Linked DNA regions of Mus musculus: region 2 is linked to region 1. The links are chromatin contacts, called in public HiChIP or PLAC-seq maps. All regions are on one chromosome and are shown on one strand. Each heading gives the region's core, a stretch centred on a gene start, on an enhancer-like site or on the middle of the called end of the contact. The rest is flanking DNA. Distances are from core to core; before and after follow the strand shown.

What was found. HiChIP or PLAC-seq counts read pairs in DNA pulled down with a chosen protein or histone mark.
Region 2: an H3K27ac HiChIP or PLAC-seq map of heart atrium shows a contact between it and region 1, with 5 read pairs. The contact joins two enhancer-like sites. A contact is called at or near these places in 16 of 484 Hi-C or Micro-C datasets (the C2C12 cell line, the HL-1 cell line, the Patski cell line and 9 more), 6 of 115 datasets of contacts at active chromatin or transcription factors (the NIH/3T3 cell line, cardiomyocytes, embryonic stem cells and 3 more) and 3 of 9 other capture datasets (adipose tissue, liver and pancreatic islet).

What each region holds. Positions count from the first base shown.
Region 1 is chr1:34,018,170-34,023,862 of GRCm38.p6, reverse strand. The region is part of intron 4 of Dst (dystonin); the gene reads right to left. Among named protein-coding and RNA genes, the nearest start is that of Mir6896, 96 kb to the left of the region's middle. Within about 2 kb of position 2,127, at least 39 of the 459 cell types and tissues checked have an H3K27ac peak or open chromatin away from gene starts, as enhancers often do. A contact at or near this core is called in cardiomyocytes, heart atrium and muscle stem cells, where this site is marked.
Region 2 is chr1:34,128,114-34,133,014 of GRCm38.p6, reverse strand. All of the region lies in intron 8 of Dst (dystonin), which reads right to left. The region is part of intron 2 of Gm51742 (a long non-coding RNA gene); the gene reads left to right. Among named protein-coding and RNA genes, the nearest start is that of Gm51742, 4.6 kb to the left of the region's middle. Within about 2 kb of position 3,139, at least 38 of the 459 cell types and tissues checked have an H3K27ac peak or open chromatin away from gene starts, as enhancers often do. A contact at or near this core is called in cardiomyocytes, heart atrium and muscle stem cells, where this site is marked.

The DNA of each region.
Region 1 (5,693 bases), core at 878-3,377:
CCATCAGCGGCTATGCAGCCTGGGCACCTGCACCAAGGGGCTGTCAGGCCTAGGCTGCACCAGAGAGTGGCACAGGTCTCTGGTTACTACGAGCACCACTTCAGACCAACAGAAGCCTCACAATCTTCACCTGTCCGCTGTGCCGCGACAAAAAGTTGCTCTGATTTCCAAAACCTCGGATATGCCCATACAGCATAACAGCGTTCTTTAAAACAGAGCATGACATGTTCAGCTCAATACTGACTGACAGGCAAAACCTTCCCCCTTCTATGAAAATATTGACAAGAACACCAGGGCATTGTTTCTCTACAGTGGAGGAGGGAAGTGTGGCATCGTTCTGTCCAAATTAAGTGAGAGAAAACTGTGTACAGCAGCCCCTACACCAGGCAACACAAGGCTGCTCCTGCCCACTGAAATGCTGCCTTCCTCTGTGAAACCCCAGGCTTCTCAGATCCCTCCCCGGGGAGAAGTGGTCCCTGTCTCACCTAATTCAGCTCTGCTAAGAGGCCCCTGACTTGTGGCCCCTCTGCAGGCTCTGCTTCCTTAGCACAGTTTCAAAGCTTAAGAACAGAAGTTTCTAGAATTCTCTGCGTGCTCTGACTTGGTGAGCCGATCCCGCGCCTGCTTCTAGTGCGTCCTCTCCCCCCAGGTTTTCTACGGAAATATCAAGTATAAAACAAAAGGCAGTAGCGAAGGGGGTCTATTATATGCTAATTTGTTCACTTGAAGCATATAATCAATTAACTCCTGACTAGAATTAGGGGAAAGGCTGGAAGCAGTGTTCACTGAATGTTTTCAGAGGGAGGCTAATTATAAAAGTCACTACTTTTAGCACATCATGTTAATTCTGCTGGAGCACAAATTTAAATTCCTATGCAGTTTTCCAAGTTGAAAAAAAAAGATTAGTATTTCAGTATACATCTATTTTCCTATGAAAAGGTTATATTATCCTTGAAACTGTTTTGTTGTTGTTGTTGTTTGTTATGTGTGTGTGTTTTGGGGGGAGTTGTTTTTGGTTTTGTTGTTGTTTTGTTTGTTTTTTGAGTCAGAGTTTTACTATCATATAGCCCAGGCTAGACTCAAACTTAGGATCCTACTGCCTCAGCCTCTAGAGTACTGGGATTATACAGGCATGGGGGACCACGTCCCAGACAATTTAGACTCCTCCAATCCTGCCATAAACCCACCAGAAACATTCAAAAGAAAACTATACAAGTCAAAAATTACCTGAAGGGTATACAGAGAACACTGTAAAATGTCTTCATAAACATAAATCTTGACTTAAAGATCATACGACACAAGAAACCAAGCCCTAGGGCCAGCAAGATGGCTCAGCAGTGAAGGGAATCTACTGCCAAGTCCGAGAGTCTGAGTTTAACCCAGAACTCACATGGTAGAAGGAGATAACCAACTCCCAAGAGCTGTCCTTTGACCTCCAGAGTACTCATGTATTGGCACACATGCACACACAAAATAATATAAATAAGTAAAACTGTATAAATGGTTGAAATAAACTCCTAACCTTCACCCAAGCTTTTTCGTGTACTATTTTCAATACCCTCGTTGGTCAGATGTTACCACAAAGACCACAAAACCAACAACCAAATGCTGACTGCTTTAAGGGCTCTTCTCTTTTCTAGCACTTCCAACACTGATAAATAACCCGAGGGCTGAGGTTCTGCTCAAATATGTTACAGGAAACCGATCACAATTTCTCTCTAAGATCTCAACTTAGATCTTAGAAAAAGCAAGCAGGATGGTTGACTGAAAAGCATCATCAACTGTTAGGAGCAAGGGCCTAAAACTCTGGGTGCTTCTGACTCTGTGTGAAGCCGTGTCTACAAGTGTACACACAGGTATTCAGGCTATATAATCTAGTCACGGTAACAGAAACATTCTAAAAACTTAGAGCAAGCTTCTAACTCTGCTCCTGGTTACATTTTAAAAGCAGCAATTTGGTATCCCAAGAGGTGAGTGTTCACTTGTTTCATAGGCACGGACAGCTAATTTCAGTCCACCCTTAAAATAGAACAGTTGGACTAATTTTAGACTCAAGTGTTATACAGCATCATAGCTGCCAACTAAGTGGAACTCGGGACCTGCAGCCACATATGTAGATGCCAGAGCAAAGTGTCAGACTGCTGAGCTCTAAGCCCACACACACTCTCTGAAGTAGGCACAATGCATAGTGTCCTCAGCCAAAACAGAACACACAGTACACAACACACTGTGACCACATGAAACAAATAATCAATCAGGCCCTCATTTACCTAAAAGAACATGTATAAAATAGGCATGCAAAACTATCAAACGAGGGCTGTGGAGTGCCTGCTATGCAATGATAAGGACCTACATTCAAATCCAAAAATGCTGTGTGTGGTCCATAACCCAGTGCTGGGGTAACAGGGAAGGGGGAGGGGGCAGGGGGAATTGGACATGACTGACTGCCAGCCTGTTTCCAGGTTCATGAGACCTATATCTCAAGAGAGAAGAGAATGACACAGCAGGACACCCAACGTCCTCTCTGATTTTCACATGAAGGTGTGCCCACATGTATACATGTGCACACACACACATGCATATGTGCATATACCACATACATAATCCTCACATACACACAGAGAGGTGGAGAAGAAACACTTAAAAGGGGGAGGGGGCACTGGAGAGATGGCTCAGCCATTAAGACTGCTCTTCCGAAATTCCTGAGTTCAATTCTCAGCAACCACGTGGTGACTCACAACCATCTGTAATGGGATCTGATGCCCTCTTCTGGTGTGTTTGAAGGGAGCTACAGTGCACTCAAAATAAGTAAATAAATAAATAAATAAATAAATAAATAGATTTTTTTAAAAAGGCATCCAAACACTCAAGATAAATAAATAAATAAATAAATCTTTTTTTTTTTTTTTTTTTAAAGGCATCCAAAGGAGGTTGGGCTAAAAGGGCCACTGATGACTGCAAAGTACTGCTTTCCAGAACCGGTACAAAGATCTCTTAGAACACAACAATAAAAAAATAAAAAAGCAACCAAATAAAACCGTGCAGTAGTACATGCTGGGTGGAGGTGCAGCCAGCTGGCGGAGGTCACCTGGCAGAGTGAGAGACCCCAGATGTGCTCTGATTTTCCCGCACCAAAATCCCACACAAAGAAAAGTGGGGAGAGATCGAAACAGACTCATCTAATGGACTGCAGATTAAAAGCAATGATGACCCAAGCTCAAGTCTGAAAGGGCAATGGCGAAAGTCACCTGGCAGAGCCAAGGTCTGCATCTAATCCTGCTGAGGCTTAGCTCTCCCGTGCACTGAAGTGCCCGAGGTGCCACCCTCGAGGGTGAGCAGGCAGGCATCCACTATCCTCATTAGTGGGCTAAGCAAACTGGGCCCCTCCGCTGACCTCTCCTGCACAGCTTTTCCCAAGGACACTTGCTTTAGCATTCTTCCTTCCCACAGCTCAGCTTCGGTCAGAGACTGCATGGGGCCCTAACTAGAAACAGACCAGGTGTAGCTGCCTGGGGTTAGAACAGGAGCCAAAGCAGACTCTTTTCTTATAACTTATCCAGCCTTCTGCTATAGCAACACAAAATCGATTAAGCAAAACATCATCCAACGCTGACGTGGACGCGGAATGACGGGAACTCTCATTCCCTGCTGGTGCAAACAGAGGACGACAGGGCCGCTTCAGAGAAAGAGTACAGGTCGTACAAACCTAAAATCCTTAAAATCCTCCAAGCTCATTCCTCGACCTAAGTTACTTGAGACTTCAAGTCCGTCCTTAAAGTCATGCACACAATGGGTATAGAAGCTTTTATACTCGTTTAGCAAAACAAAAATGGAAGCAAACAAGATGCCCTTCATTGGATAAACAGATTTAAATGGTGGGACATTAAACAATGGACAATTACTCAGCAATTAAAAAAAAGATGATACCCTACACCATGAGAGACATGGTGTACCAGGCCTGGTAACTCACACCTGTAGTCCCAATGCTCGAGAGAAGAGTAAGTCTGAGGGCCAGCTTGGGTGGCACAGCAAGTTCCAGGCCAGCCTGGGCTACATGCTGAGATCCTGTCTCCAAAAACCAAACGAAGAAAACAAGTGACGTGGAGAATATTACAACGTTAAACATCCTGGTATGAACAGAATATATTCCGTACAGTTTTGACTACATCAAATCCTTCTTTAAAGAGGCAAAAAGCCAGAGAGCAAAAGCTCCATGCGTCGAGGCCTGGGAAGACTTTTTAAAGCAGTGAGCCTCTCCGCACTGTTCTGTGATGGCAAACACACCCCACGCTGGCCGAAACCCACAAAGTGCAGCAGAGCAAAAGCTACTGCGACTGAGGCTCACAGGTGATAATAAGGTGTTGGTATAACTTACCAGTTAGAGCAGATCACAGGTGTCAAAAGAGGAAGCTGCAGACGTGCACTTTCTCCTCTAAAGACTGGTCTAGTGCTAGGGTTTTGTTGGTTTTCAGGTTTTGGGGGGGGGGGTTGTTTATTTCTTTAAGTCACTAGCCCAGGACTACTCAGGGGTTTGGTCTCTGGACACTTGACCCACACTCTGCTGTTGGGATAGTTCACTCTTTTATTCTCCTTACTCAAAGTGGGGAAAAGGAACTACAAAGAACTATTTAGGTCAAAAATGAAGTATACATATAGTCACACTGGCATGGACAGCATAGAGACCCAACCACTGAATACATAAGAACATGTTTTCAATTCCCTGACACAATAGTAGCTTTGTACAAGACATATAACACTGGGGCCTGCTGGGAATATTTCCTCCAGCTAGAAAAGAAAAGAACAGAACCCAGACTTTGCCCACTCTCTCGGAGAAGTCTGTCCAGGGCCAGTCTCAAAGCGGTCTGTGTAGTGTTAGCATTTACCAAAACTTAAGACTTTTCATTCAACCTAAATATACTCTAGACACACATTAAAGGTGGTATTAAAATTTTATCTCATTTTCATTGATACCTAATAATTAGGCTCTATAATTCTGCTAAAATAGATGAGTGCAAACTGCAAAATCTGCTCAGCATTTTACCTCAAGTAGCTTCTATATATTTTCATCCACTGTTACGCCATGCCATCTAACCTACCTCAGAAGCGCTGGGCTTAGTCAACATTGACCCTTGGTGAAATATTCCCATAAGAACTGCTCTGTAACATTTACTTATCACGGTGAAGACAATCAAAAGGCAGAGTTTGTGTCACACATACACCTGACACTCCAACACAAATGTGACCACTGGTAACTGATGTGTGCCTCCATCAGGGACACTGACTTCATTAGAAGCCTCTGTCTTATGTTCATGAAATGGCAGTGGCTGTACTGAGCCATAGACATTAGAAATTCAGAAATTCCTAGTAGAGCTCTTAATTTCACAGTGGCTCCTGAACCTTCCTCCCATCCTTTCCATCCACAGGGCCCGTCGCTTACCCGATGTCTGTCACATCTGTTGAGGATCATTCAGGGTTCTACTCTCTACAAACTTAAAGCAAAAAAAACCAAACAAACAAAAAACAAAACAAAACAAACAAACAAACAAAAACATGGTCCTTGGCATGGCATCCAAGCCTCCTTTCAATCTGATTCAACACAAGGCTCTCTCCAACCAAGCTTCCTTCTCAGGGAACCTCGGAGTCATGTCCCTGCTACCCTAAGGCTCTCATTAGTACCTCAGGTAATCTCAAGA
Region 2 (4,901 bases), core at 1,890-4,389, 110 kb before region 1:
TGATATCATGGCCTTGCACAGAGGAAGCGCACGTTCAGTGAAGGCTGGATGCTTTACTCAGCATTAGCATGATTCACTGACACATGGCACGTGGGAAATACATGTCCAATGTATTTTATTTTGTGTTCTTGTTCCTTTTTACAAAGGGAGACACAAAACCCGTACTTTATATTCTTGCCAATTCTCAATGTATAGAGGACAGTTTCTGCTGTTTCTAGCTGATTCAAGCACATTCTGGGCCAATCCAGTTACAAAAGTCATAATCCATAAATGAGCAAAGTTAGTAAATTTCAACAACGAAGTGCCAGTGTGTTTACGAGCGTGAATGCTATGCTACCTGAGAGATGGCAAAGTTGAGTTTACAGGTCTGCAATAGTGACCAAAAAATGTGGGTCTTATTTTTAAATAATTTTCAACAGGTGAATTCTAGACTAGTTTCAACTATTACACACATGCACACTACTTTTAAAACTCTAATTTAAAAATGCACATTCAATTATGTCACGAAGCATGGCTCACATCAACAGCTAACACAAGGGCTCATCTTCTGCTTCTCGGGCTATTCTCAATGAGGTGATCATCCAGTTGCTGAGCTTTTCCACCTGTGGTGTGTGTTTGATTCACGATTCCCGATCTGATCTGCCTCCCACAACTGCAGACTTGCCAGAAGTCGCATCCCATGACAACCTACGCCTCCTAAGTACCTGATGTGGATCCTCGCTTTTGACTGAGTTTCCAGTCTCCTCCTCAATCCTAACTCAACCTGCAGCAAAGTGCTCTAGGCCTTGGGGATGCTTTCAAACCAATGTGCCTAGGGTCACAAAGATCTCACTTTTCCCATTAAAGGATGCTGCCATTCTACTCCAAAATCATGGATCTGTGCCTGTTAGGCATCTGAGTGCATTCTACAAGCCCCATCCTCATCTCCACTTAATGTGGAAAACTTTTCCACTTTCTTCACTCACTCAAATTCAGCATCCTTGGTATGAGCCTGAAACAAGCCAATCCTATTAATCTCAAACACTAACTCCCAGCACAATCTCTCCCACTGGTCATACACACACACTCTCTCACTCACTCACTAACTCACTCACTCACTCACTCACTCACTCAGCTCCACCCTCACCCTTAAGAGATACCCACAGAGATGCACGCCATGACCTTCAAAATTCAATGTGTTTGACACCAGACTTCTCATTCTGAGCCATGCAGTCCCAACGACATTCCTAGCTTAGGGAATGGCCCCGCCATTTGCCCAGTTCCCACACATCAAAAGCTCTGTCATCCATGATGCATCTTGAACCTCTACATTCTTTTTCTCTGGTTCTCCCTCAACCCTAAGCAACTCTCATACAATGAACAACAAGTACTCCAGTGTCTCTTCAACTCAGCACCCCAGTGCCTTGCTCAGATACTCTTGCTCACTTCAACCACAGCATGTACTCAAATATTCACCCCAGGAAACGCTGGGGGTGGGTAAGGAGGTCCTTGTGCTCACAGATAAGCATAAGGAGAACCAGTCATGTTAAATACACAGGCTGTCCCTTCAAAGGGAGAGGATTTGTAACAGTTTTCCACCCAGGGTTAGAGGGATGGCTCTTTTAACTACCAAAGCCCAAGTTAGCTTCAAAGTCGCTTTCAATATAAAATGATGTTGTGTTTGAGCTTCCAGTGATTCCAGCCTTAGCAAAACCTCCGCCATCTTCCCGAATGGCAGAAATCTGAGGGTATGGACTGTCATGTCTTTGGTATGCTTTTAAGACGTCTTATTCACTACTGACACCAGCCTTTAACACAAGGAAATGCTATTTAACTTTTCAACTAGGCAAATTCTGTGATCTTTGGTCCCTTTTCGGTTTCAACTGTCAAAATTGAGAAGCTAATCACAGGCTCTACCTTAAATCCACAAGATAGAACTAGTTCCATTCACACATGCGATTTCTGACCCATTGAGCGTGCCAAAATAGAAACACGCCAGCCATTGTGTGCTTTCTGCCGTTCACACATGGATGAACGGGATGATCAAAGTTTCACAGAATGAATGAGGAAGTGCTATTTGTTCCTCACGAAGTAAACCTGTCCAGGGCACAGCAGAGTCTGCAGTGGCAGCTGCCATCTACCTCTCTACGTATCCCTTCTGATATATGATTCTAAGTAAGAAAGAACGGTCTTCAGGATTTCTACACCAAATGCAAACACTTCCCCGAGTCCCATCGGAAGCTGGCTTACAGAGTAGTTCCCAGTTACTAACCTGCCTACAGATTAGCTAACAACCATCTACGCTGAGGGTTGCCCTACCTGCATGAGCAGTGCAGTTTATTCTCTTTCCTTCTTGTTTCTTTTTGTTTGTTTTATGTAGCTGTGGCTGCAGAATAAAGAATACGCTAAGCCAGACTGGTCCCCAACTTGCAGAGATCTTCCTGTCTCTGCCTCCAAAATGCTGGGATTAAAGGTGTGCATCTCTATGCCTGGCTTGTTCTTTATTCTGCAACCACAGCTGGACTCTGCTGATATTTCTAGAACCAAGTAACAACCACCACCACCCCTGGTTTTCTGATGAAATCATATGAACACATCTGGCTGTATGTACCAAATGCTCTCTATATATACCCTTAGAATGTTCTCTTCATATTCTGCCTAATACAGACCCATCAGACGGATGTTAGATGTCTACTTAATAAGGAGGTGTGGGGATGGAGAGAAAGGGAGAACCAGGCATAAGTCAGAATGACTGCATACTGTCACGTGAATCTCTGCAAACCTTGCCACTGCAGGAATGAACAATCAATGTCGCTTTGCAGTAAAAGAAGATAAACTGACCACCACACGTAAGTGCCTCAAAAGGAGCAGAAGCTGAGGCTATTTGAGAATAACCAGTATCAAGTAGAGAAGCTGAACTTCACCTTGATTATTTTTCTAAAAGAACAAAAAGGAAGAAAGCCCTCCCAAGCTTGACAGGACATGGTCTGGGGGTGAAAAAAAAACCCACTACTGTATCCCAGCTAGCTCCCCGATTTGATTCTCAGTTTATTGCTTGACGGCTCATTTACTGGGAAGTGAGGAACGTTATCACTGTAGAGTCAGCAGGGAACGAGAATGGCCTCTGTGCAAAGTCAACCAGACCAGACGACTGGGAAGCAGGGACGTCCTATTTTTACAGATATCGTCATCATCATGGCATGCACACAGGCCATTCCAAGGTTGGCGCCAACACTCCCTGAAAATTTATCCACATTTTATTAATTTGTTTTCAGTATGGCCATGCTCAAGTTAGGCAAGCATTTTGATGAAGACTTATATATCCTAGCCTCGTGTGTACATTTTTAGTATTTAAAAATAATTACGTGGTTTTTTTTTAAACTTTCATCGAATTGATTATTAGTTAATGTTCACAAAAACTAGGAATGCCAACATAAGCTGTTTCTTGTAGGTAAGGCTATAGATCAGAAGACTAAGGAATCAGAGAATTCAGACTGACAAACAGCAGAGCCACTTGGGGAACTTCTGTCACTTTAATGGCCAACAAACTGAAAGAAAGACACTGTGCCCAGGGTCTAACCTCTTTTTTTTTTTAAGATTTATTTATTAATTATATGTAAGTACACTGTAGCTGTCTTCAGACACACAGAAGAGGGCATCAGATCTCGTTACAGATGGTTGTGAGCCACCATGTGGTTGCTGGGATTTGAACTCAGGACCTTTGGAAGAGCAGTCAGTGGTCTTATCCACTGAGCCATCTCACCAGCCCCTAAGGGTCTAACCTCTTGCTTGGATCTAGGTCCCCTAAATTCCAGCTCAGGGTTTGTAGGAGTGAAATTTCTCTTCCACATTAAGAAAACTGTATTAACAGATGTATCCTCAGCAGCCACTGCTCAACTGCTTAAATTAACATCACTTTCCAAGATTAACAGAGACAGGAGCCACGGCTATGGACATCATCCTGTAAGGCCATCCCCTTGTTCTGAAGTCTCAAGCTCTCCTGCATGGGAGTGTCAGTTTCAATTGGGACAGGGTGGCTAGTACCCAGAACGTCACATGGTTCCTGAGGCATTGGCATGCCTGGCTCTCTCATAAATAGGAGACAACAGGGCTCATAAGATAAATAGAAACAGAGCTCTTAGTAAACTGCATGTGGTAACATGTGATTACTCAGGAGGCTGAGGCAGGAGGATTATTTGAGTATCCAGAAAGTCAAGCCCAACATAGGCAACATAGTAAAAGATTCTATCTCAAATAAACTGATATTTTTCCTTCACTGGCAGCCCTCCTCCCTGCAGACCTGCAGATCTGCCTCTGGTATTCTCTCATATCCTAGCAACTCAATGCCTTAAGTGAATCCTAGGAGGGGGTAAACAACCAAAGTTGACTCAAAGAACTGGCTTCCCTCAGGAGAATGTCTGTGAATAGTTGCAAGCTTGAAGCTAACTCTGGCATCTGCAGAGGAGCACACTGATCTGGGATGGCTGAAGAGAGGGAGAAGATGAGAGGCAACAAGGAGCACAGGCTACAGCAGCCTCGCTGTGCTGTGTGAGATGCTCTGGGATGGCGGGACAGAAGGGAACGTCTTGGTAGAGCTTTTGAAAACTTTTCGCCTCAGAGGCTGGTTAGAGGCTTTCCCCGAATCCACAGGAAATAATGATGAAAGGGTCAAGAAGCACTCTGCATCCGCTCTATTTATATGTCACCTCATTTAATGGGACAGGGAGCCACACCCACTTTAGGGATGGGGATAATAAGACCTAACGTTAAGTTTTCTGAATGAAGATCTCCAATGTGTTCTGTATTCTACCACACTCTAGGAGTTGTTGCCACTGATGAACCACTTTGTTCTAGTAATATGGGAGCCGACCTCTGAGACAGATGGTGGGCGTGGGAATGACCCCTGGTCAAGGGTCACCTAC